Linked DNA regions of Mus musculus: all the other regions are linked to region 4. The links are chromatin contacts, called in public promoter capture Hi-C maps. All regions are on one chromosome and are shown on one strand. Each heading gives the region's core, a stretch centred on a gene start, on an enhancer-like site or on the middle of the called end of the contact. The rest is flanking DNA. Distances are from core to core; before and after follow the strand shown.

The links. Promoter capture Hi-C pulls out the DNA fragments that hold promoters and counts their contacts.
Region 1: a contact with region 4 is called in a promoter capture Hi-C map of liver, with 3 times the contacts expected there. The contact joins the promoter of 4933431G14Rik here to the promoter of Rmnd5a in region 4. A contact is called at or near these places in 3 of 39 promoter capture datasets (hippocampal neurons, liver and pre-B cells) and 1 of 115 datasets of contacts at active chromatin or transcription factors (large pre-B cells).
Region 2: a promoter capture Hi-C map of pre-B cells shows a contact between it and region 4, with 2.9 times the contacts expected there. The contact joins the promoter of Rnf181 here to the promoter of Rmnd5a in region 4. A contact is called at or near these places in 1 of 39 promoter capture datasets (pre-B cells) and 1 of 9 other capture datasets (liver).
Region 3: a promoter capture Hi-C map of pre-B cells shows a contact between it and region 4, with 2.3 times the contacts expected there. The contact joins the promoter of St3gal5 here to the promoter of Rmnd5a in region 4. A contact is called at or near these places in 2 of 39 promoter capture datasets (the C10 cell line and pre-B cells).

Annotation. Positions count from the first base shown.
Region 1 is chr6:72,121,049-72,126,416 of GRCm38.p6, forward strand. It overlaps 4933431G14Rik (RIKEN cDNA 4933431G14 gene), which reads right to left and starts at 2,149. Exons shown (of 3, transcript NR_045165.1): 1 at 1,997-2,149; 2 at 1,797-1,898; 3 at 1-579. The region is part of intron 1 of St3gal5 (ST3 beta-galactoside alpha-2,3-sialyltransferase 5); the gene reads left to right.
Region 2 is chr6:72,360,509-72,365,461 of GRCm38.p6, forward strand. Rnf181 (ring finger protein 181) reads right to left here and starts at 1,924. Exons shown (of 5, transcript NM_025607.4): 1 at 1,733-1,924; 2 at 904-1,031; 3 at 609-718; 4 at 367-441; 5 at 1-134. The coding sequence starts at 1,857. The coding sequence ends at 75.
Region 3 is chr6:72,095,068-72,100,536 of GRCm38.p6, forward strand. It overlaps St3gal5 (ST3 beta-galactoside alpha-2,3-sialyltransferase 5), which reads left to right and starts at 2,541. Exons shown (of 7, transcript NM_001035228.2): 1 at 2,541-2,715. The coding sequence starts at 2,637.
Region 4 is chr6:71,438,900-71,444,245 of GRCm38.p6, forward strand. It overlaps Rmnd5a (required for meiotic nuclear division 5 homolog A), which reads right to left and starts at 1,738. Exons shown (of 9, transcript NM_024288.2): 1 at 1,099-1,738. The coding sequence starts at 1,240.

The sequences.
Region 1 (5,368 bases), core at 899-3,398, 680 kb after region 4:
AACCCCCCTCCATTTTTGCAATATTTATTTCCTTAATTATTTTAGGACAGCCAGATTATCTCTAACAGTTATAGAAACAATTTTCTCTTAAAGCCACACAGGACCTCCTTGTTCTGTCTAAAGCAGGTCAGGTACCCTATTGTATTGTAGACCAATTTCAGCTAGTCAACCTACCTGTTGATAGATCTGAGTCTATTTGGTTTCAACAAGTACCTTTCCTGGTATGCCAGTGGGCAAGATAGGCAGCCGTTTTGTCCCCTGTGCCAGGTCCTTTTGACCTAACATCACAGCCTGTTGAGGACACAGGGTAGCATACTCTACTCTCTTTAACTACTTCATGCTGAAATTAAGATGTTGTCCTCAGATTCAGGAAATGGAGCATTCATTAGAAGCATCTGGTGAGCTGACCCAGCTGGAGAGACAGGGAGCAATCCGAATCAGCTGGCTTGGTCCATGTCAGCTTTCGGCAAGTCCAGGGCTCCAAGCCATCTGGATCAGTCTGTAGTCTGCAGCTGATTCCTGGGTGGTGCCTGTCATCTGAAATCTGTCTCAGTGGAAATCTGCTGAGACAGATACAAGCTAGGGACAGAAGTTAAAGTTTAAGGAAAATCTTACACGTGGAACTTTTAGGCCTATAGTCCTGGTAATTGGGAAGGAGAGAGTCTCAAGACAGAGATAGGGGAAGCAGGGAGAGAGGGAGAGAAGGAGAGAGAGAGACCTCGTCCTCAGGGATAGGTGTGGGGACTTAGGTGGTTCTTATCTGGAGTCCTTTTGACCTGTGGGAGGTGGATTCAAGTCTTAGGACTCAGACTCCCTGAGCTTACAGGATTTTTTAGTCTACTTAAAGAGAGAAAAGTTTTAGATATATAAGCATTGTCACTGTGTGTAATCTGTAGTGATCTACATTGTGGGAAAAGCAGCAAGCAGGTGTCTGTAAGACAGCTGGAGTAGAATCCCACCTTTGAATCAGCAAAAGCTATGGCTTCAGGTTAAAAAAGATGAACATTTATTTCTCCTCTGTCCAGTGGGATGGACATATAGATTTGACAGAGACAATTTTAGCCAGTGAGAAGCACCGTTAAGTCTATACTTAGAAGACAACCAAATAAAATTTAAACTCTTTTCCTTGTGACTATAATAACAATCAGTGCTCTACCATCTGTCAGAATTCCACTGATCAGTGTTAAAACTCTGAACTTTTGAAATCTTAGTATAACAAGAACAGAGAGGTAAAGAAATATGAAACTCCCATTTTTCATATACCTTAAATCATTCTCTTAAACCTTTACAACGAACGCCATAAGTCACTTTCTTAGATCCTCTGAACTTAAGCCTTCACGTTCTCAGACCTCTCTGCACCTTAGAACACTATCTTAGACCCTCAGAACTTACATAGACTTTAAACCGTTTATCCATCTAGTCATTTACTAGAGGCACAAATGGTTTTTGCTGAGAGCAGCCATTGCAAAGCAAGTGCTTTGAGTAAAAGAACAGTAAATAGCTACATCAGAAACCTGTTTGTCCTTTAATATGAAGCCTGTTGGCAAGGAAACCCCATCTACCTTTCTCAACTGGAGACTTAGTAGCTTTAGAAACAGCAAGGCCTAGTTTTTACATATGATGTGAACTATCTAGGCAGCTGCAGCCTTGCAGGGAGGAGCCCGTTGCCTGCTGCCGTTAAACTGACAGAGCTACAGTTAGCCTAGCCATCAATGCCAGCAGAGATCCGAGAAGGATACATTGTAGCAGAAAGTATCCAAATGGCTTATGTTCTGATTAAAATGACAGAGACTTACTCATTATCGAGATGATCACCCTAGGCTCTGTGGCTACGATGGCTTGGGGGGAGGTGGAGGTCTCAGGCCAGCATTGGTCTTCAGTCACCAGGCCCAGAAGATCTGAGAGAATTTTATGTGGAGGACAGGTGAGGAACTTTGTGGGGACTGACCTTACCCTGTGGTTCTTTCAATGGACTTGAGTTCTGTTCCCAACTGACCTTACTTTGACCAGGCAAGAGTACAGCAATCAACTCAACAGTGGCCGGGTTTGATGGCAGACGAGGCATGAGGCAGTTATGCCCAGTGGTTAAGGTTACCAGAATCCAGATGAAGGTGTCATGTTTAGAAGCCTTCATCTGGCTTCTACTACTAGGAGCTGGGGTCTCTGTCATGGTAAGCTCTTTTACATTAAACATTCTAAATTCCAAATTCAGCAGACCTTTAGAAAGTCTTAAGGACCAATATCTATTAAGTATATACAAAGTAATAAACTTTGCTTGCTTTTAGTTACTTGCTTTAGGCTTAACCTTGAAAAGTAAATAGCCAGGGGGTGCCGCCTTTAATCCCGGCACTCGGGAGACAGAGGCAGGCAGATTTCTGAGTTCCAGGACAGCCAGGGCTATACAGAGAAACCTGTCTCAAAAAACCAAAAAACCAAAAAACAAAAAAAAAAGTAAATAAAGCTTATTTCTATAATTAATGATATTAGCACTCAGCATGACTACAAGTGAGGTTCTGAACACATTATGGAATTTGATCATTTACTCTGTGACTGTTAACTTGCATGTCTTAACTATGGCTTAGCAGCTTTTATAAGACTAGGATTTTACAGCTTTATTTTTGTGAAGTTTGAATTAAAAAAAAACAATCATTTCTGAAGGAACTGAAGCTCTTTGGTATCAAAATAAAACTGTAACTCATAAACACAGTCCACATAGATACTGGGAACTTTGCTGAGCCTTTTACAGTGTACCACTATAGAATATTAGTTTCTTATATTACTCAGATTATCACAATAGCTAAAGCCTAACGAAGTTAGCCAAGACGAGGAAGGGAGACATACATTCCCAAGCCAGCCTCTTCCAGCCTGAGCCGGCCTTAGGTAAGGAGAGACATCCATCCAGTTCTTAGTCAGATTCTTCAGGTCGTTGTCTTGTTGCTCCAAAAGAGAGGAATACTTAAGGTTTTGGTGTTTAGCGTTTGGTGCTCATAGCTGTGGCCCTAATTTTTTAGCCTCTTATCTATTTTTTAAGGCCAGATATTAATAATATAAAACATTCTATAAATTTAAAGTATCCCATAGCCTTATACATTTAAATATTTTAAAAGCTGTTCTTTTAAAAATATCCACTTTTCTAATTTTAAAATATCTGTAAAACTCCAAAATTTTCTCTTAAAGAAGCTTTAAAATCTCTCAATTGTGTGCTCCTATAACAGTAAATAATAATAATAATAATAACAAAGTACCTTTTTTTATTTGAAGAGGGGGAAAAACCCAGAGCAAAACCATAATCTGAACAAGACAAAGCCGAGCTCCAACAGTACCGACAACTCAGTGCTCAGTACCTGGGATTCACTCACCGTCCTCTGGGATTCCCAGTGGGGCCTGGGTCACCTCTGTGGCCCTGTCCTCAGCATTATACCCAGCCTGCCTTCCAGGTGCCAGCTGGCTCCATTTCATAGCAGCTGCTGTTTCTGGGGGCTGTCATACGGCACCAGCCCTGCCACACAGTGCCAAGCCTCAGCTATTCTCCATGGCTACTTCATGCCTTTAAAACCAGTACCACCCAGGTGACTCTTATATCACAAAGATTGGCTGTTCCACAAGGTATGTTCTTGTATATAAATGCATGGAGATAAAGCGTTAAGACCATATTAAACAAACATTGTTTTTAAATCCTGTCTTTCATAAACCTTGTTTTTATGACTTTGTTTTCAGGACAGAAATCATTATATAAAAATCCACCGTAGTCCAAAATCTGAGACCCTGTTGCCTCCTTGATTTTATACCATGCGCTCACCTTTAATCAACATTGGTGGTGGTGAAGTCACATGACATTCACCCGCTGCATCCCTAACAAAGATGGCTGCCAGCCAAGAGGCTGCCTCCTTCCCGATGCGGAACAGCAGCTAAGATGGTGGCAAACCACATGTTGCTATATCACGAAATGACATCATGCCACATGGTCCCTTTAGGTTACCTATGCGTAGAGTTTTAACTATCAATCCTGTGATACAAGTTTTAAATGAATTGTTTTTCAGAAATTTCACGCCATACCCAATAAAGTTATAAATCATAAGGTACAGAAACTTCACATAAACCAATAGTCTAGTTCTTTTGGCTGTTCTGACTTGCTTTCTTCTCCCCATCACAACATCCGGTGGCTTCCCTGAACCCTGACATCTAAACTTTAAAAGCATGCCTAGGTCTGGAAAAAGGAGAGCCATGACCCAATTCCAGAGCCAGCTTTTCAATAAATAAGGACAACATAAAACAACTTTTATATCCACACTCAAAAGATATTTAAATCCTCGCTAAACTGAACCCAGTGGCCAGAAAGCTCATAGATAAATTTTGAGCCCTGGCCATAAAAGAAGCCATGGTAGTAGTGGTGGCTGACTGCAGCAGAGACAGCAAAAAATATAACCCAGAAAACAGAACAAGGAAGGTTACATACTCGAAGAATGTCAGAAACAAAATGTGGTAGCCACCATATAGTCACACATTCAACTGAGCATGACCCATTTCTGTCTCAGCTCAGGGTTTACAATAGAACTTACAGACACACCAGAAAACACAGACCCGTCCGCACATGCAGAGCAGACAGACACAACAAACAAACAGACGAAGCTTTCCAACCATCCAGAGACAGACAGACAGGCAATGTCTCACTATCTGCCCTAGACAGAAGAATAATTGGGGTCTCGCTGAAGCTCCCACACAACCCAGATACAGATCACACCTAACAGAATTAGACTGTGACTCAAAACCAGAAGGCCTCCATAGATGCTCCCGGGTTTCCTCAACATGGCAGTTACACTCCATAGCTCATAAAACCGAAGGCAACTCCAAACCCTTGGAGCATCTCAAGGCCTGTGCTTCCCGCAGCAGCCCCTCGGCTCTGCAGTCCAGAGTGAAGGTCTGGCTTTAGAGTTTGGGTGGGCGGTCTGAATCTCACTGAGGCCTCCAGAAAATGTTAATCTGGTGGAGAATAAGGCTGTTACCTCAACTTTCTGAGCCAAATTTAAAGTAAGCTTTAATTACTGGCCAAGATGATGGGCTCTGGCCAGGACCCTTCTGAGGTTCCCAGAAAATGGCAGCAAGTCATGTTTTTTCAGTGACTTATAAAGGCAGAACCCATAAGGCTATGTATTTTCCACCAGGTACAATCAGGAGCAAGCATATATCTTGACGTACTTCCTGCCTGCATACCTCCTGCCTATGTCCAATCAGGGGCAAGCATATATCCTTATGTACGTCCTGCCTCCATATTTCCTATCTCTGTGAACAAGCACGTCAGGTACAATTGATTCAATCAAACTCGTTTAGGGAAGTGAAAAGTGGCTTCTATCACACATGAGTAACGGCC
Region 2 (4,953 bases), core at 674-3,173, 920 kb after region 4:
AAAGAAACCTTTAATGATTCAGAGTGCAGAGGGAAGGTATCAGAGAGGCTGAGCGCTCAGCCCTGGCAGCTGCCTCACGTGTACATGGCTCCGTGGAGGTTCTCCAGGCGGTGCTGCTGCTGCTGCCTGCGAGCCTAGAAGAAAGACGCCAGGCTTAGGCAAGGCTGGGTCTGAATACTCATGGATAGGACCATGCAGAGAGCAGCTGTCACGGGGTCTCTTTTCAGGCTTCTAACATTAACAATGCTGAGACCTTTGCCCTCACCACACTGACTTGGAAGGGAGCCCAAGTGAGGGGGGCGTTCAGAGGCCTAGCCAAGCCTGCTGAGGAGTGGGGAGTGTGCAGCAGGGGTGGGGTGACCAGACCTTGTCTTTCTTGTGCTCTTCATAGCTGTCATCATCAGTGGGCAGCTCATGGCGGCACAGAGGGCAGGAATTTGTCTAGAGAAATCAAGAGCGGTATTCCGGTCCTTTCCTGCTCCTGCCTTCCAGCCCTGCTCTCTCCCTTGATTTCACCCCAGTCCATTACCAAAAAAAAAAAAAAAAAAAAAGCCGCTTAGGAACTGGCGGGAACTGGTGTTGGGGCCGGGAAGGGATGGACCGAGTACCTTACTTAGCCAGGGCAGAATGCAGTTGGAATGGAAGAGATGATGGCAGGGCATCTCAATCACAGTCTCCTCCGCCTCAAATTCCAAAAGGCACACGGGGCACTTGAGATCTTGAAGAGGAAGTGTCGATCAGGAGAGCAGTTAAGGCCCAACCCAACCTCCCACTCAGACACAGGCTTGGCCTAGAACACTAACAGGCCAGATTGTTGGTGGCTAGGGGGAGTCGGCAGGCAGGCAGGTCTGGCTTATCTGCCCTAAACAGAAAAAAAAAACAAAAAAGGCCTTGTGTCCTCACCAGCCTTGGCGCTACTGATGACTGTTCTAGGGAGGCTCTCCACCACAGCCTTGGCAGCTGGTGGGGGAAGGTGGTGTTCCCAATCTACCAATCCCAGGTCCTCAAAGTCCATCCTATTAAAGAGTGATCTGAGGGAGAAAGTATAAATCAGAACTAAGGAAATCATCTAGTTCCGGCCCCCATAATCCACTGGGAAATACCTGTCCTGGCTAAAATAGTAATAATAACGAATAGTGCACAAGAGCTCCTCAGTAGGGTGGGAGCCAGAGGTGGTGGCCCATGCATTTAGTCACAACACTTGGGAGGCTGTGAGTTCGAGGCCAGTCAGGGATACATAGTGAGATTGTCTCTAAGCAAAACACACACACACGAAACAAACCCACCAGCACAGCTCTCAATCAACCCCGGCTCGCTTTTCCCTTTTTCTTTCTACCTCCCAAGTAGTTGGATTAAAGGTGTGCACTATCACTCCAGGCAACTTTCCCATTTTACTAGAAATAGCAGTCTCAAAGAAGTCGTTCAGGAATAAGCCAAAGTTGATTCCAGGACAGCAGTGAGTTTCTCTCCTTGCTTATTACTAGCAAAACACTACCCAGTTTACACACTTGGGCACAGGCCGTGTCCGCCCCCATGACAATCTTGTCCCGTGCCTCCCTTTGCTACACCCACCCTTTCTATCTTCGTCTTTCCCACGATCCCCTGGCGGGCCCTACTCATTAATAGCCCAAATTAACGACTCCGACTCGACTAATCGCGTCGCCCTGACTAACATTATTTACCCCACCTCCCAGGTTAACCCGCCCTCTCCGCCAAACCCCAACCCAGAAACCTGCCGCCCGGGGCCCAGCTCCAAGCCCCGCGCACTCTTCTCGCGAGTTCCAGCAACATATTGTTGCGGGCCTCACGCTCAGGGTTCAACGGCTCGCAGTCGTGCTCATCAAAATAAGACGCCATGGCTCCTGGGCTGCCGGGCTTGTCTGACACAGCTTTAGGTTGCCGCTGGAGAGCCGAATCCAGCGCTGGCCAATAAGCGATCGAATTTCAAGAGGAGAGCCAATCAGAGTGCTCCTGGGGTGGGCATAGTGACTCGCACACAGAGGCGGAAGTACCGATGCAGCCGCCTCTCGTTGGTTGGATAAGTCAGGTGACCAAAGACTAAAGCCAATGGGGTTGGAGAAAGAGGAAATTCCGGGGACTTTTCGGAGCCAGGATCTGAGGGCTCTCGCCGGTTTCTAGAAGTGCCAGTCCAAGCCGGAAGTATCTCTACTGTGTCTCCTTGGCTGAGTTTACCTGCATGTTCCACCTACTCCCTGAAAGGAAAATTCCCACGCATTGATTATGTTTTATGCATAAAAATGGGTGAAGGGCCTGGAGAGATGGCTCAGCGCACCCAAGTTTTAGTCCCAGCACCCACTGGATGGCGCACAACACTATTTCCAGAGGGTCTGATGCTCTGCGGGCACCAGGCAAATAAGTGACAGACAGACAGACATGCAGCAAGACACCCACTCGTATTATAAATAAATAAAGCAATCGATGGTGCATGTCTTTAAGTCTGGCACTCAGGAGGCAGAGCCAGGTGTTTTTCTGTGAGTGGGAGGCCAGCCAAGGCTAAAAAGTTGAGACCTTGTCTCAATCAATAAAAATAAAAATTAAAACAAATAAATATAAACAATAAAAGAAGGAAAATAGACAAAACCATGCATGATTAGGAGTTCAACTTGGGCAGTTTACTGTAATTCCAGCTCCAGGTAATGCCTCTTTGCTCCTCCTCCCCGGTACCTACATTCACCTGACAAAGCACACATAGTTATAAAATAAATTTTTTTGAAATTTTTGAAAAGGGGGGGAGTGACCGCCAGAGGATTGCAAACTTAAGACCAGCGTGGGCTACATAGTAAAATCCTGTCTTTAAAAAAATTCAAAGGAGAGGCATATTCAGGAAAAGAGCATTCCATAAATACCTGATTGTAATTGTCTAGTACTGTAGTGCGGCACCTCAGAGGGGCCTTAGAGTTCATGCTGAGCATCTGCTCTACCACTGACCTGGGTCTCAGAAGTAGCTTGCCCAAAGTGAGTGCTGCTGACCCACCTAGCAGGGCAAAGTGCTATCCCCCCATCTTTCTCAGAAGAGGAAGATGATAATAAACCCAAGGAAGGTAACAAGTGCTTAGAGCTCTCAAGGTGGCATACACCCATCGTCTCAGAATTTAAGAGGCCACTGGGCTTTTAGGGAAACACTGCCTCTAACAAACAAACAAACAAACAAACAGTATTGTCTTAAGCCCTGTATGTTTGTTATCTTTTTGTCAACTTGACATAAGCTAAGATCATCTGGGAAGAAGGACCCTCAAACCCTGAGAAAATGCCTCCATTCCATTGGCCTGTAGACTAGTCATTTTCTTGATTAATGACTGATATAGACGGGCCCAGCTCACAGTGGGAAGTAACACCCCAGGGCAGGTCCTGGGGTGTATAGGAAGCAGGATGAAAGAGCCGGTCAGCAGTGTTCTTCCATAGCCTCTGCTGCAGCTCTTGCCTCATGTTCTTGCCATGATTTTCCGTCCTGACTTACCTTCATGGTGGAGTATAATTTTAAGATGAAATAAACCCTCTCCTCCACAAGTTGCTTTTGGTCATGGTGTTTTAACACACAAAACAAAAAGGAAACCGAGTACCAGGACTGGGGTATTGCTGTGGACATATTATTCTTAGGAAGACCGGGAAGGATGACGAAGAGGAGCTGGGAAAGTTGTTCAAGTGCTTAGATCGAGCTGTCTTCAGGCGCACCAGAAGAGGGCATCAGATCCCATTTCTGATGGGTGTGAGCCACCGTGTGGTTGCTGAAATTGAACTCAGGACCTCTAGAAGAGCAATCAGTGCTCTTAACTGCTGAGCCATCTCTCTAACCCAAGTGCTTAGACCTTAATGAACTGTTGTGGGAACTTGGAAGATAATGCTGAGAGCACTGCAGATGACGGAGGCCTGGCTTAATGACGTTTCAGAGGGAAGCTTGTGAGTCCTTTAAAGACTCTGTTGGGGCTATTTATGAGATATATTTTCATTGAGAATCGGTGGCTCTGGGAAGCTGGTGCTAAAGAATCAGCCATGACTGCCAAAAGGCCAGTACCATTAAAAAGTGAAACCTTAGCTCTACTGGGACAATCCATGCTGGTTAGCTAGAGATGAGAAATCAGCAGTGATTAAGAAGATGGGGTCTGGAGAAATGGCTCAGAGGTCAAGAGCACTGATTCTTCTTCCTGAAGTCCTGAGTTCAATTCCCATCAAGCAGTTGGTGGCTCACACCCATCTGTATGGGATCTGATGCCCTCTTCTGGTGTGTCTGAAGTCAGCTACAGTGTACTCATATACATAAAATAAATAAAATCTTTAGAAGAAGAGACAAGCATCATTGAGGTGAAATCTGAGAGTATTTCCTCAGAGTTAGCACACAGAAGCTATGTCCCCAAGAGAGGGCCAAGGCTCCATCTCATGGTGGCAGCCAAACTTGGGAATGTGGAAGGGTCAACCCAAGTGGAACTGATTTTGAAGACTGAAGGGGTCGTGGGGAGTGGCTGAAGTTTGGTTCCATGTGGCAAGAGACTGGCAAGGTCAGAGTCCCTAAAGGGAGATGGAGAGGTCGTTGATGAAGATCACACGTGGAGATCCCATAGTATTGGAGATGCCAGGGCTGTGGAATGACTGCCCAGGGCAGCAGCAGCTGTGCATTGGAGTCCGTCTGAGCCTGGAAGATGAGCTATGTGGGCTGTGGACTGCAGAGCCCGAGCTTCACAGGCCCTTTGGAACCCAAGTGATTGTGGGTGGGTCCCAGACGTCAAGCACTGGACTTTAGACAGTGTTGAATGTGGGTTTGATTTGATTGTCACTATGTCCTGGCTCTTTTCTCTAAGTGTGAACTTATAAACTGTGAGTAAGAAAGTATGTAACTTATTTTGATTTGACGGGCCCACAGTAAAAAAAAACTTTGCATATTTTAAAGAGACTCAACATTTTGTAGTATTTTTCTAAAGACCATGAGACATTTAATCC
Region 3 (5,469 bases), core at 1,291-3,790, 660 kb after region 4:
ACTGGGATTCATTCCATTCATGTACTACCCCACCCAATCGTTTATGCTGTTTTGATTAGTGATGGGCAGTTAGTTTTGTTCACCTTTTGTGTCATGAGATTATTATACAATAGTTTTGACTGTGGAGATTCTCTGAAAGGGTCCCGGAGACAACAAGGAGGACACAGACCGTATTTATCTTTTTTTTTTTAAACTTCAAACAGAACCCACCCAATAGAACCAAAAGTTAGACAAACTTACCAAAATAGAATATTGCAGCTCACAAGGGGAGGGTGAGAGGACGTCATTAGATTAACTAATGTAGTAAATGGAAAAAGTGAATTTAGGAAGTGGTAGCTGCTATCTCTGATTTATTAGTAGTCCTACTGTATGGTAGCCAGAGTCTGGAAGCTTCTCTGAAGCCACTCAGTAAACCATTGAAATCTAGTGGCTGATTCTAGTGTGTTATTTGGGGACTTTGGGAGCAGGTCTTCTTTTCCTTCACTAAGTGTCAACTAGGTGACAGAGCTCATGAATATTTGAAACAAATGTCCCAGGAGACTAAGACAGAAGGTAGAGTTCACTTCTTACACTTCATTGCCCTCAACTTACACCTACTCTTGTAAGGCAGGATGCTTCCAGCTTCCAGGACAGCCCTTACTGCTAAGAGGGTGGGGCTCCACACAGGGAGATGTGGGAGAGAACCAAGGCACAGAGATGTCAGAGCATCAGACCACACAGGCAGGCCTCAGGCTGGTCCAATAGTAGGAGAGTGAGCGGCTCTGCAATCTTTTTCCTGCTATAGTCATTCCAGGCAGCTAGCTAGTGTCTGACCAGCCTTGGCCAACCCACTGGCTTTAGCCACATGTCAGGCTTTCTTCCATCTTTTTTTCCCTTTCTAGACTATTTCCAGTGTCCTCGCTTTAAAATCATACAGATTTGTTGTTTTGGATAGCCATGAAAGTAGAATCCACCTACTCCGTTCTTTCCTATGTCTTTATTCTTGGCATTGACTACCCAGAGAGCATCCCCCAGTTCCCAGGCGACCATGTTCTACTCTCCACCCTGGAGAAAGAGCAAAGAGAGCAAGCTGCTGTAAAAAGGAAAACTGATAACGGCTCTTGGCTCAGGGTCTAGGATCTTCCTTCTCAAAATGAGAGGGTTATTGTTCGGTAAAAGATGGATAGCCATGCTTGATTGGGGCTGGAGAAGGGAGTTCTAAAAGCTAGCCCAGGGCCTCTTCCTGTTTGTACAGGCTGACAAGCTTCCACTACAAAGCTTCAATTTTCTCAGCTGATACACAGATCTAGCACGGGACCTTGAGCAGACCCAAAAAGGAGTTTGCTATGCAGTCACCAAGAAAACTGGAGCTGTTATCTTGGAAAGCGTGCCTCCTGACTATCAGAATGCCCCTTTGTGGTTAAATGTTCTTGAGGTCGAAGGCAAGCTATTCCAATATAACAAAGACTATGGCACTAGGGGATTTCCCACACACACATGCAGTAACAAAGGGTCTGCATCCTCAGAAGAACTTGGCTACATTATATCATTTACTCTGCGCTTTGGATCCCTTTCTTGTCGGCTTTTCTAGAAGATCATGGGGAAAAATATCCTAAAAGGGAGATCCAGTCCGGTTTTAGGCCTTTTTAATGCACCAATTTTGGGATTTATTAAATGTGTTTTTAAAAATCGTATGGCATTTCCTTTCCAAAATAAGGTGTGAGAGGCCAGGGCCTCTCTAGCTTTCAGACAAATAAGATTTGAGCGCTCCAAGCCCAGGTTCTGTTCCTGCTTCGGCCTCCAAATGACTTCAAAGCTACTCACCCTCAGTCCCACACAGACCTCAGTTCCTTCTCCTGTTAAAACAAGTTGGTTGGCTTTGGTAACTAGCACAGTAACAACCGTGTAGCCTAATCGTTCTCAACCTTCCTAATGCTGCGACCCTTTAATACACTTCCTCAAGTTGTGGTGGTAACCCCTGACCATAAAAAGTATTTTCGTTGATACTTCATAACTGTAATTCCACTACTGTTGTGAATCGTAAATGTAAATAAACGTGTCTTCCATTGGTATTAGGCGACCCCCAGGTTGAGAACCGCTGATTTAGCTTGTCCTGGTATTTGTCTCTTGGGTCTCAGGAACCCAGGACCAGTAATTACCTGAAGACCAGTGGGCAGCTGGCGAATAAAGCACGTGACTACGTCAAGCCCCTTAGTTCCCCAGCTCCGACTCCTAATTGGATGCTCAGTCAAAGCCTTTAACCGGTCCAGAGCCACCTTAGGTTCTCCGGAACGCCTTCCACTATCTAATCACGCGCAAGCCTGGGGAGAGTTGAAGAGATCCCCGAGCGCGGGGCACCCTCATCCTAGGCTGCCTGGCGCCCCACCTACTTCTCGGCTGGAGTTGTCCCGCTCCCCCTCGCACTAGCAGTCGGAGGGGGCGGGGGGACAGTCCGCTCGCAGGCGGGGCCTCGGCGCACTCTGATTGGTCTCCCTTATCCTCGTGACGCGCGACCCCGCCCCCGCCTACCCCCACCCCCCTCAGCATCCGCGCGGGGGAGCGGACTGTCCGGGGCTGAATTGGCGCGAGCGCGGCGCCGGGGGCTGGCTGGGGCGCGGGGCCCCGGGCTGGCGGCTTGCCAGCGCTCCCTCCCTAGCATGCACACAGAGGCGGTGGGCGGCGCGGCGCGGAGGCCCCAGAAGCTGCGAAGCCAAGCAGCGGCACCTGCCTGCCGAGGTACGTGGCGCAGCCCCCAGTCGGCAGAGCGGACACCGGGGAGCCCAGATAGCGGCGATCCGCCTTTGCGATACCCCAGGCCCAGCGGCTCCTCCCCAGCCCTGCGACGCCGGACGCGCCTGCTAGGGGACACGGGCGGAGGGTCGCGGCCCCTGGCTGCCTACATGGGCGCCCCCGGCGCAGCCTGCGCAGGTGTGGACGCGGCGCTGCGGGTAAGGATGACCTGCCCCGCGTGGCAGGTCCAGCCAGAGTGGCCCTCTTCACGTCGCTTGGTTCTGGGATTTTAATTCATTGCTGGAACCTTCTGAGCCGGCAGAGTCGAATAGACTCAGTGTCTCCCTTGACTGCTTTGGGGAACCTTGTACAGGGTAACTAGTGGCGCCTGAACCCTCCTGGTGCATCCATGTGGGTAGACGTGCAGTGTGAAAGTGGGTAGCTTTCTGCTGGCAGAAATTCACTGGTGACCTTCCCTGCCCCCTCTCTGCGGCCAGTCCTGCGGAGGAGACACATTGGGAGACCGTTTTGGTTTCTTGGAAATTTTAAGCTGTGTCCTGACGAGGGGACGCGTTCTTTGTGCGCTGTTTTATTTGTTTGTTTTGCGGAGAGGGTGTTAGAGAACAATTGGTAGGACCCCAGTAAATGAAAGCTCTTGTCCCTACTGCACATCAGCTGGATGACCTTGGCAGACACTGATATCCTCCTGTGGGGAGCTTGCTCTCCAGGTCTGTACTGGAAGACTTAACTTGCTGTTGGCTTGGGTCTCTTCCACAATGAGTTTGTGGTTTTAACCATTTAGAATAAATATGTCAATTGGCGAGAACTCTGTAGAATCACTAGCTGACTTGGAAATGAAATTTTTATACCTTTCCCCCCAGTAATTCAGTCTTAATTCACATATATGAATTTTGCCTTTGCAAAATTAGGTGTAAATGTAAGTAGATGTACTTAAAAGGAGGAAGAGGCATTTTTATGTGTTGTGCTTTTTCTGGGACCGATGGGTTTCAGGTTCCTTCAGCCAAGAGCTGTGCTGGGTTTTAGACTTACAAAGGAAGGAGACTCACACTCATCTCTGCCCTCTGGTGTCTAGCCAAGCCTTCCCTTGGTTTATGACTGTAAATCCTCTTCTACCTGCAGCCCTACGCAAATGCTGGGCCTGAGAAGAGGGATTTGTCTGCTGAAAGAAAGGACCAGAAAAGTAGGTTTTGGTTTCTTTTGTGTAATTCCATATCCTGACAGCTCAGAATGGTTTCTCACATTGCTGGTTGCAGGGCTAGGAATTGTCTGATTTCCAAGTTTTTGGTCAAGAGAATATTAATATGAGCTTCCAGAGCACTGTAGTCAGAGTGCTGCATCTCCTGACACTCATGTCTGCTATGTGGTCGGTGCTGTGGCTATCAGGCTGATAGTGTTTTCTTTGAGACTTGAAAAGAAATTGAGATGATTGGAGGTTTGGGTGGCTGTTTTGTTGGTTGGTCGGTCCGTTGGTTGGTTGGTTGGTTTGGGTTTTTGAGTCGGGGATAGCATGCTGTTCAGGCTGGCTTTGAATTCACTGGTGCATCCGAAGCTGGCCTTGAACCACTGATCCAAGTGCTGGGATCACAGACTTGTGCCAACATGCCTGGCTTAAACAGAGTAAGAGGAGGTGTGACAAGGCTTCTGGAAAATGGCATGCTGGGGGCTGGCAGGAAATTCTAAAAGCACACATTTATGATGATTCTGCAAATGCATTCAGCTTGACATACACTGGTCACTGCCCCATGTCATCAAAACAAGTCAAATGGGTGACTGGACAGGGAGGTAATCAAGAAACACACCTGTCGTTGGCTTGCCTCCTCCACCTCTTGCTCCCTTACTGGGCTTGCAAAGTAGTAGAGAATTAGCAGCTGTCTCTTGGCAGATTAATGGTGTGCTGGGTAGTTTTTAATGTCAACTTGATGTAACTTGGAATTATTTGAGAAAAGAAAGCATCATTTGAAAAAAAATGCCCTTACCAGATTGTCCTGGAGGCAAGCCTGGGAGACAGTTTCTTAAGTGGGGAGGGCCCAGCTCATTGTGGGCTAGTGGTCCTGAGTTGTATGAGAAAGAAGGTTTAGCAATCTCTGGGGACCAAGTCAGTAAGCAGTGTTCTTCCATACTCTCAGCATCAGCTCCTGCCTCTAGATTCCTGCAGTGTATCAGTTTCTGTCCTAACTTCCCTCAGTGATGGACTGCAACGTGGAATTGTAAGCTGAAATTAAACCCTTTTTTTTCTCCCAGTTGCTTTGGGTCATGGTGTTACAGCAGTAGAAACCCTAACCAAGACATGTGGGGAGGAGAAAGAGTCACCCTCCACGTCTATCTAGCTTTAGAGGAGGACTTTATTCTGCTCTGCTTATGGAACCAAGAGAACAGCCGTCACCCTCCAAGAGCATGCTCTTCATTCCAGTCTGGCTGGGAAGGCTTGGCATAGAAACAACTGGGAATATATAATATATATATATATATATATATATATATATATATATATATATATATATATATATACAATAACAGCGGAGGATGGAGAAGCAAGGACTGGATCAGCGTGGGTGGCAGGTGTTAGCAGAGGGGGTGTGGGAGGAAGCCATAAATATGGATGGTGGCATTAGAGCTCTCCCGGGAGAGAAACCCAGGAGCACTCCCATAGAGGGAATTAGTGGGGTGTGTGAAGGAGCAGGGGGAAAAATGAAGTGAGAGGCTCCATCAATCGGTATTAACTTACCTGAACACCAGATG
Region 4 (5,346 bases), core at 488-2,987:
CCAAGAATATCTATATCTATCCATATATGTGTGTATGTATATATGTAATATATATATATATATATTATATATACACCTCACATATATTCAAACCCTTTAATCTCATGAGTCAAAATTCAACAGATTTTCTCACACCCCACCTTATTCTGTTAGCATCAAGTATACCATCACCATCAATTCAGTCAAATAATCTTTTCGCATGAAGCCATCAACATGTTTTGCATATATTTATACAGCGTTCCAAAGTGACAGCTGTGTCAGAAGTTGTCAGACTCCTTTACCAGGGAGGAGCAGTCACCCACAACTGAAGTGTTTGGGAAATAAAGGTGTAGAGGAAAGGAGAGGAGAGGCAGGGCTAACACTGCCTTAATCTCACCTGCTACATCCTCATTTCTCCCTGACTAATAAATATCCCTTTAATTTCTGTTCAGCCCACAAAACTGACAAGGGCCCGGACTCTTGAGTAAATCCATAATATTACAAGTCCTTTATCTCTCATTCAGAAAGAGTCAGCATTGTGGCTCCAAGGTACCAGACCTTTAGTGTTATTTTTAAAACACAAAACTCTTTCTCAGAGTTAGCCTTGGCATCTGTGGTACAAGACGTAGGGCCACTGATGAAATAACGTAGGCAAAACACCTTCTACGGAAAAGCTGTTTTCTGAAAGGATTATTAACAAGTACAAACTGGACTAGGTAAGTAACTAGCAACTCGACATCTGCCCGGTCGGACTGTACAGAGGCTACAGCAGGGACGCTGAATGGTTTAAATCGGCCGGCTTCCTAGGAAGAGTTTAGAAGAACTGCCTGCCCACATCAGTCCAACTCTGAAGTTGCAGCAGCCGATGATGTAGAAACCAACCCACAGCTAAGAACGTTAAACTAAGAACCATCAGGGAGAAAAGTCTGCGAGGCCGAAAACTAGACAAAGTCCTGCGCAGACCCTCGTTATCACTCGCACACCTGCGGCCCGCAGGACCCCGCAAGACCCCCAGCCCCGCCCCAGGCCACCGCGTTTCCGGGCGGGTCGCCGCGGCCTGGGGACCAGCAGACGCAGCGCAGGGCCCCGACCCCCGCGCGCCCACGCGCCCGCCCTCACCGTGGCTCTGCAGGATCTCGTGCTTGAGGCCGCCGGTGTAGTCGATGAGCTCCTCCAGGCCCCGCTCGCACAGCTGCCCGTAGCCCGAGAACTTGTGCAGCACCTTCTCCAGCTCGCGCTCCACCGTCACGCACTGATCCATGCCGGAGACCGCGGCGCTCGGCTCCCCGGCGCCCGGGGGTCCGCAGTGGTTCGGCCCGGGCCCCACCGAGGCCGCGTCCTGCTCCTCCTCCCCCAAGGCGGCGAGCGGGCGGCGCGGGAGGCGAAGGCAAGACGGGCGCGCTAGCCGCGGCGCCGGGGGAGCCCCGCGCAGCCTGTGCCCTCCCGCCCCATGGCGCCCCGGCCCCGCCGCTCGCGCTCGCTCGCCCGCCCTACCCGGCGCCGCGTCTCGCCCCGGGCCCCCCTGGCTCGCCGCGTTCGGCCGCCCCTCGGCGGCGCCGCCGATTGTTTTTGTTTTCACGGGAACCGGCCGATGACCTGGTTCTCCCGGGCGGCACCAATAGCCGCGGCCCGGGAGGGGGTCGAGCCTCCCTCACGAGCGGAGGAGGCGGCGCGGGCCGTACCAATCGCGGACTCGGCGAGGGGTCAGGGGGAAGCAGCGGGCGAGCACGGGCGGAGGGCGCGCGGGCGTTCTGAAGGTGTGGGCCGTACCACGCGGGAGGCCGTGAGGGAGCGCGGCGAGGGCGGGGCGAGGGCGGGGCGAGCGACGCAATTGGCCCGCGCAGCTGAACAGGGAACTTTAGCGATAGCGTCAACTACGCGGCCGGTAAACAAGAGGGTGGAAACCGTCCCCGGATGCTCCGCCCAGAAGCAGAAGAGTGACCAATCGACGCGGGGGTTAGGAGCGAGACAAACATCCTCCAATCCTGGGCCGAGGCGTAAAACTTCAGCCAATCCAGACTGAGGAGCCAAACCAATGCGCTCGCTGTTGGAGGGGGGTTGGCTTGAAGAGCGGAGCTTGGCGCTTCTACTGGGAAGCCGCGAGGGGAAACATGACAGCAATTAACGGGGCTGTTTTCTCCAGGATTTCGCCCTGATTGCAATTTGTGTTTTCTCCGCATGGAATTTTGGCCGGAGTTTCGACTGAGAGGCCCACCTCCGGGGCCAAAGGATGTCTGTCTGGCCGCCTAGTGGCGGAGGGCCCGGGCGGGGTCACTAACCCGATGGAAGGTGGTAGCTCTTAGAGGGATGGCCCGCGCCCAGCGTTGGCTCGTTCTTGACGCCCCTCGGCCTGCAAGTGGCCTTCCCTGTCGCCTTGTCCACGTGCTGGGCATCTTGGCGGCGGTCACGAACACGCGTGGGCGAGCTGAGCAACCTGGCCCTTGCTCCTTGCCCTTACCTTGGCGTAGGGCTTTTGCCCTGGTTTACCACGGGGTTCTGGCCTTGGCCTGTGCCCTCTTGCTCACCAGGCTTCTACCCTACTAGCTTTTCGTCAAGTCCCTGCCTCACAGCCTGGGCCTGGGAGAGTCCGCCTTCCTGGGCCTGCAGTTGCCAGCTTGCTTGCCTGCTCATAGCATTCCTACTTCCACCATGGTTGTATCACCTCTGCCTCCCCGAATTTTCTCCATCAATTCATTGTATCTCTTACAGCACAATTTTTTTTTTCTCTCACACATCACTTGTCAAAGTCTAAAATAATAATTGTTTGGAGTTTTGCTTGTTTTGGTTGCACCACTTAAGTAATACTATGAAGGGTAACCCCTTTTGTTGTGGCCTGTTTGTTTCTAGAACACAGCCAGCACCCTGGTGGACAGTCTTTCTTTTCCTTTAATTCAGGTGGTAACCTTTTTAAAGTTCAATTTCCGTTTTTATAATGTGGCAGCTAGTGGGCGGGTGGTTATATATGATGGCCTTTAGTGGTCCTGGATATTTGGAAGTTCAGCTGATGGTATTTCAGGGCTCCTTTCTGTCCCTCATCACGCCATTTGCTTTTAGTCCTCTTTCTTGGCAGATGGCCCTGATTCCTACTTCTCGAAAATAAAAAACCTTTTAGCTCCATCAATCTTGCCATTCTCCTCAAAAGGTTTTCTAGCTACCATCCATTTTGTGAAAATACTCAGGCATCCAAAAGAAGAAAGGGCCCTCTTCCTTTGTAAAACAAGCCCGAGGGTGCCTGGCATCATCTTACTGCTGTCTAGAGCGTCCTTGCCTGGCTGTACTTTAGTTCTTCCTGCTTGGGGATGGAGTGGACCTGACTTAGCAACCTTCACTTGACCCCTCTGAAGCTGTTTCCTTCTTTAGCTGCCACACTGCACAGACAAACCTTGTTCTTCCCCTTGAACCAAGGATCTCCTTGATAGTTTCAGTCACACCCACACTCTCTCTCTCTCTCTCTCTCTCTCTCTCTCTCTCTCTCTCTCTCTCTCTCTTCTTCCCCTTTTTTTTCCTAGAAGTTGTTTGAATAACTAAATAAATGAGATAATCCATGTAAGACCTTCAACATAATGCCTGGCGCATGTAAGAGCTATTCTTTTTCTTTTTCTTTCTTTTTTTTTTTTTTTTTTTTTCGAGACAGGGTTTCTCTGTGTAGCCCTGGCTGTCCTGGAACTCACTCTGTAGACCAGGCTGGCCTCGAACTCAGAAATCCGACTGCCTCTGCCTCCCAAGTGCTGGGATTAAAGGTGTGCGCCACCACGCCCGGCTGTAAGAGCTATTCTTAGCTACCAATCAGAAGTAATGACTCTTCACTAACTGCAGTTTCAAATCCAGTGAGCTGCATGATGCCCAGTGTGACCTGTCACAGCCCCATCCTACTACCCAGCACTGTTACTCTCAGTGTGAGCCGAGCACGGCTCATTCATGCCAAGCCCCATGCTGATTACTTATCATAAGCTTTCAGATTTTTCTCTTCCAGCAACAGGACAAATTCTATCTATTGATAACACCTGAGTCTGCACAGATACACAAAGTACCAATCCCAGGTAGCTACTTAAAATTCATGTGAAATCAAAAATTCAGTTCCTTAAGTGTACTAACCACATTTCAGATTCTCAGTAAGCTACGGTGACTAATCAGGATATCTCCCTCCATGGTGAGAGGTCTAATAGTGCTGATTGAGACCATGACCACAGTAAAATTACTAGGACTTCATGCAACATGGACATGCCCCATAGTTTAGTATCTAGTTGACTACACCTTGTGTGTTGGCCTGGCTAATCTATTGTCAACTTGGCAATATTAGTTATTTACAAAAAGGAACCTCAACTGAGAAAAACTCTGTCTGTCAGGCCACCTGTAAGCAAGGCTAATAACTATTCTCTGGAAAGACCAGCTCACAGAGAGTGTGTGTCACCTCTAGACAGGTGATTCTAGGTTGTCTAAGAAAGTAAGCTGAGCAAGTCAATAAGCAACACTCCTCAATGGCCTCTGCTTCAGATCCTGCCTCACGTTCCTGTCTTGATTCCTGTCCTGACTTCCCGATGGAGTGTTATAATCAGAAATAAACCCTTTTCTCTCACGTTGCTTTTGTTTGTGGTGCTTTATCACAGCAATGAAAACCCTCACTGAGACATTCACTTAACTACATTGGTAGTTCCTAGATCAGAGCTGACTTCTTTTCCTTCTCTTTGACTTAAACAGAAAAGGTGCTCTCAAGTGTACGTTGAAGGAAAGCAGGAAGTTAGGTGAGAAGCTTCAGAGATACACTAGTGCTTGGAAAATCAGAGACTTTTCTGTCCCCTTTTGGGATGGGTCTTCTCACACAGTCCATAACTGTGTTAATCCCAAATGCTGGGTTCTCAAAGAAGGATCGTTAGAAGCAAGAAGTATTGGAGGGACTGGAGAGATGGTCTGGGGGGTAAAAATCCTTGCTACTCCTCAGGAGGACTTGGTTTTAGTTCAAAGCCAGCAATCTGTAACTTCAGTTCCAGGGGATCTGATCCCCTCTCAAGGCACTGAACTTAGATGGCTGAGTGTAAAGACTTAAAAAATTAAGTAAGATGAAACTTTAAAAAAGGATAGGTTTGAGTGTGAAACGTTCCCTGTGGGCTCGTGTATGATCACCTGATCCCTATCTGGTCTCAGTAGTTGGGAATTCAGATTTTTCTCTTCCAATAACAGGACAAATTGTATTTATTGGTAACACCTGCGCCTGCACAGATATACAAAGTATATGTAGCTACTTAAATTAAATTAAAATTTCTGGAAACTGTAGGATGGGTAGCTTCATTGGAAGAAGTAGGTCGTGTGGGTGAATCTTGGAAAGTTACTGCTGGTTCCCAGTCCCTCCCTTGATCTCGGATTTTCGCC